2 separate regions of the Zea mays genome follow, and region 2 is linked to region 1. A link is a contact called in public Hi-C data. All regions are on one chromosome and are shown on one strand. Each heading gives the region's core, a stretch centred on a gene start, on an enhancer-like site or on the middle of the called end of the contact. The rest is flanking DNA. Distances are from core to core; before and after follow the strand shown.

Evidence for each region. A called contact is a pair of places that touch in the nucleus more often than the background predicts.
Region 2: a contact with region 1 is called in a Hi-C map of tassel, with 3 times the contacts expected there. The contact joins the promoter of LOC103640517 here to the promoter of LOC100276977 in region 1. A contact is called at or near these places in 3 of 25 Hi-C or Micro-C datasets (ear, leaf and tassel).

The regions. Positions count from the first base shown.
Region 1 is chr1:168,978,584-168,981,283 of Zm-B73-REFERENCE-NAM-5.0, reverse strand. It overlaps LOC100276977, which reads left to right and starts at 1,280. Exons shown (of 5, transcript XR_004855378.1): 1 at 1,280-1,657; 2 at 1,744-1,850; 3 at 2,433-2,502.
Region 2 is chr1:169,305,807-169,308,538 of Zm-B73-REFERENCE-NAM-5.0, reverse strand. It overlaps LOC103640517 (extra-large guanine nucleotide-binding protein 1), which reads left to right and starts at 1,400. Exons shown (of 8, transcript XM_008663356.3): 1 at 1,400-2,703. The coding sequence starts at 1,687.

The sequences.
Region 1 (2,700 bases), core at 31-2,530:
ATTGAGGGCCGATTTGATGAGTCTATATTTGTTTTCCCCAGCGGAGTCGCCAAAAAGTATGTTGACGCCTTTTGGAGCGCCAAACACTCAACAAAAGCCAGCGGTGGTGCTCTCTGGTCAGGCGCGGACGATCCGCGACACAGGGCCGGACGGTCCGCGACCTGACGCGAGGCTAGGGTTTCCTGCCTGACGGCCGGACGGTCCGCGCGTGCGCAGGGGCGGCGAAAGATCGCTGGCGGCGCCTGGATCTCGCTCCCGGGAGGGACCCCGTCGGGGAGTAGAGATCCTAGGTGGTGTCTAGGCTCGGGTAGACCGACCTAGACTCCTCTAATCGACGTAGAGTCGAAGAGAAGCGGAGGATTTGGGGATTGGAAGACTAAACCTAAACTAGACTAGAACTACTCCTAGGATAAAATGTAAATTGTATTGATTGAAGGTTCGATTCGTTGATCAAATCGGCTGTATACCTCTCTATTTATAGAGGAGGGGGGCTGGACCCGTTACAAACAAATTTTCGAGTTTATCCCGAGATTCTCGCCAACAAACATAGCAAGAAACTCGGAACCCTAATCTGTTCTGCGCCTGCGCGGACCGTCCGGCCCACAGGCGCGGACTGTCCGGACCGTGGACTGTCCGGCCCCAGGGCTGGACCGTCCGGCCTTCTCAATTTGGTGCCCAACAGGTGGTTTATAAACGTGATTGTGATGTGCGTATATGATTGTGAATTGTTATGATTTTAAACATAATAAATTAATTTAGAATGGTATAAATGTTTAAGTCTTAAAATTATATATATAACCTTAAAGATTTTCTATATTTTTTGAGTTTTTAAAATGAAATAGTTGTTGGACTGATATACACTGCTGTGTGTTAGTACAGGTACGACATGATTAAGCACTACACCGTCGTGATTGAGCCGATAGCCAGGAATTAGTGTTGCACGGCATAATACTATTACTAATAGTATTTAACAGTGTGGTGCCTAACAGTGATAGAGTCAGTGCCGTATCTGTTCGGCCATCTATACGGAGGGTCACTTGTTTGGTACGTAGTTGCAACTGATCATCTTGGGTGTAAGAAAAATGGATTGATCATTAAGTTTAGATTTTGTTGTTTGATAAACAACCTGGTTATTTAAACTAATGTCGTTGTTTGCTAGTGTATCACTTATTACTACGACAAGAGGCATATTTCCAAATATTTGTGGCATTCTCTACTCTCATACACCCAGGCATGCACACGTACACACGTTCTTCACTTTTTGGACGAAGTGCAGGAAAACGATATCGCTCCCGCCTGTTCAGCAAAGCCCATTTCTTCGGGCCCAATCAGCGCAGAATCCGGTCCACGACGACTCTTCACCCCACCCTCTCCTCCTCCAACTAGTCAGGCTGCTAGTGCTACCTTTCAAAAAACCCCTACATCCTGCCATACATCCATCCGCCGCCGCCGCCGCCGCCATCTCCTCCCACTCTCTTCCCACTCCGACGAAACCCTATTCAGTATCCATCTCTCCATCCATGGCGTGGCGCGGCCCCGCCACCCGGGCCGTCCTCGCCGCCGTCCGCCGCCCGGCAGCGGCCGCGCGCCTCCACGCCCCGCGCCGCCGCGTCCCGCCCGCCTTCGCCACCACCTCCTCCCCGCTCCCGTCCGCGCGGTAAGTTCAGTACAACGCCCCCTACAGCCGTTCGGCTTGGTGGTGACTTGAGCCCGGTAGCTGGGACCGGCGTGTCGTTTCCGCAGGCCTCTGGCGGCGTTGATGGGGTCCCCGGTGACGGTGGCCGCCGTGATGGCGCGTCTCACGGCGCATCCCGGCGCCAGCGCGCGCGCGTGCTGCGAGCTTTCCCAGGGTACGGTACTTCCGCGCGCTTGCCATCTAAACGAAGTCGTGCTACTGTATCTAATGCCATCTGTTTTTTTTTTCTTTATTGGGGGTGTTTGAATGCACTAGAGCTAATAGTTAGTTGACTAAAATTTTGCTAGTGGGATTAGCTAGCTAAGTATTAGCTAATTTGCTCAATTATTAGCTAGCTTGTTTGGATGTCTTTAGCTAATTTTAGCATCAAACTATTAGCTCTAGTGCATTCAAACACTCCCTATATAATGCTGATTTGTGCTTGTTTTTTGCGAATGTGTGTCGCCTGCAAAGTTCACTTGGGACACTGCATGTTGTATTGACTTGCTTCATGGCTTGAAACAAGTGTGGCTTATAAATTGAACGCAGTTCTAGTTTGAGTGAATCCAGTTCTACCGTTGATTGCATGTTTATTTAGGCACTAGGATCATGAAACCAGTAAACTCTTACCTACTGCTGCCAAATTTCAAGCAATGCAGGGGCGCACTAGGGGCTATATGTTACGCATGCCTTATTTTCTACTCTTAACGAAGTTGAGTGGAGCTGATTTAAGGAGATTAAATTTGGGATTTTATAGGGAGTGGGAAAGATGGTTGATGCTGGAGGCTGCCCAACTTGATGGGGACCTTCCGTCCTAGAATGATGATGTAGGTCCCCCCTTTTCAACCCCCATATTGAATTTCACAAGTATATTTGATTAGCTGTGAGCTTGGAATTGTTTCGGAAAAAGAAAGTAAACTCGCGAATATGCCTAGTATCTGGCCTTCGCTTTTAGCAGTAGCACGCTAGTGCTTGTGTTTTTTATTCATCACAAGCCTCTGTGTGCTGCGTTCTTACTTCTTACC
Region 2 (2,732 bases), core at 151-2,650, 330 kb before region 1:
ATCAATATTATTGTCGTCTTCTAACCCTAGTTGTAGCCATTATTTATGTTCTTTCTACCTCCTAGTCAATGTTTTAATGCCGTTTTGCTGGTTCACTCATAATCCCTCACTCCACTCCAACCATATGTAATGTAAGGGGTTTTGCAAGGGAGAGAGGGCACATAATATGTACCGTAAAATCTTATCTTCAACGTTTCAACATAAACTATGCCACTCAAGATTTGTTTAGTTATCATCTTCACTGCATGCGTTTGGTCGTTCATTGTCATAAACTTATTAGATATAAGTCCACACATATATTCTATAAATAACTCATATATTCATCATACTAACAACAATAACAAATTTGTCACACACTGATTGAATTTTGAGTGGTCGGGTTTGTTGAGAAGAATAAATTTGAAACACCCTATTTCTAACTGGATAGGTAGAAGTAGTTAGTATTCATGTAACATCATGAAATACTCTCCCTTGTTGTATTGCACTTGAAGACGGTGTTGGTTAGTGACAAAACATGAATTAGAAGATTTTGAAGGTATAAGAAGGTTGTATCAGATAGCTCTCATTATATCAAGGACCAGGCAATGAGGTTTAATAATACTATACATAAACAATTATAAATATTTGAAGCATAAGAGATATGACTTTGCTAGCCTCTATCTAGTTATGCCCCGTTTCACCTTTAAATTAGCCCGCCACCACACTCTACAAAAAGATGATATAAACTTATGGTGTCGATGTTTCAATTTTATTGTAACTACATTAGATTACACTTTATCGGTTACCATAATCAATAGTCTTGTCGTCTTCTAGCTTTAGTTGTAAGCATTGTCTGTGTCCCTCCTATCTCCTAGTCGTTGGTCTGCTACTAAACAATCCCACACAACCTATGTGGATATATGACATGTAAGGTCCGATTTGGGAACAAAGTTTCTGAAAACCACAATTTTTGAAATACTATAGTATACTTTAGTTATGACAATACCATAATTTTAAATACTACAGTTTTAGAAACCGATATCCAGACCTAAGTTTAGAATATCTTAAAATAACTAAGATATTTACAATACTTCAGTTTTGAAAACACATATTTTAGCTAGCTTGGCAAACACCATTCTATATAAAAATACTGCAGTATTTGAGCATACTATTCTTCTAAAACCGTGAAAAAACTTTACTTCCAAACACCTCCTAACATAAAATCCCATCTTCAACTGTTTAATCTAAACGACGTTGCTCATGATTATTTTAGTTGTCGTCATTATAGAGTTGTCGATTGCTGCGTGCTAATTAGACACATATTACACACATGTCTTATACATAACCCATAAATTCAAAGTACTAATAACAAAATATTTGTTGCACCAATTAAAACCTAAGGAGCTGTGCTTGCTGAAGAAGAAACAGAAATACTGAAGAGTGTAGTACTCTGTTTCTTGCCGCGGCAGGCAGGACTGGTACACCGGTCCACGGACCCAGCTCACAGTTCACAGGCAAAAGCAGTCGCCTTCTCCATCTCTCCTCCCTTTCGTCTCGCTCCCTCGCGCATGCTCCAAAAAGCAGCTACTCCTCCCCCATCCTGCTTTCCCCTCCTCGTCTAGGGTTTCCCACCCCCATGCCTCTCCCGAAACCCTAGCCGCCGCCTCCTGTTCACTGCTCTCCTCGCCGCTGCAGCCGTTTCCGGCCATGGCCGCTGGAGCCAGCGACTACTCTTTCGCGGCGGAGTACGTTGGCCCGCCACTCCCCTACACGCTCCCGCGCGCCATCCCGCTCGACCTCTCCCGCATCCCGCTCGCCGCGCTGTCTTCCTCGCCCCCGGCCTCCCCCTCCGCCTCCTCGTCTCCACTCCCCGTCGTTCGCCCGCTCACCCCGTCCTCCCTCTGCAACGCCATCCACGCGCACGCCCACCCGGCGCCCCGCTCCGCCGTCCCCGCGCCAGCCGGGGGAGGAGCTGTGGTGGATTCCCCCACCTCCGTCATCGAGAACCACCACGCTGCCGCGCACCACTCCGCCGAGCTCCCCTCTTCCCCCTCCGACGACGAGGCCGCAGGCGACGGCGACGGCGACGGCGGCTCCGAGGCGCTGCCGCTGAAGCCTCGCCACCACCCGCCCGTGGTCACCTTCGCCGAGACCAGCGGCTCCCTCCTCCAGTCCTCTGATGACGAGGACGAGTATGAGGAGGAGGACGACGACGACGACGATGCCGACGCAGGGGAGACTCGGCCCCGTGCTGCTGCCGGCCAGTCGAGCGGCTCCCTCTCCCCTGCGCACTGGAGGGGCGGCAGGACCCGCGGCTGCTACAGGTGCGGAAAAGGAGGCGGCTTCTGGGGCCGCGACAAGGAGTCGTGCCTCGCCTGCGGCGCGCGGTACTGCGTGGGGTGCGTGCTCCGGGCGATGGGCTCCATGCCGGAGGGGCGCAAGTGCCTGGAGTGCATCGGCCGGCCAGTGGCCGAGTCCAGGCGGGACGCGCTGGGGCGAGGGTCGCGCGTGCTCCGGCGGCTTCTCAGCGCAGCAGAGGTGGAGCTGGTCATGAGGAGTGAACGGGAATGCGCGGCAAACCAGCTGCGGGCGGAGGACGTGTACGTCAACGGCTCCAAGCTGTCGCCTGAGGAGCTCGTGGTGCTGCAGGGGTGCCCGTGCCCGCCGTCTAGGCTCCGCCCGGGGTTCTATTGGTACGATAAGGTGTCTGGCTTCTGGGGAAAGGTATGTGTCTGCGACGATTTTAATATTCC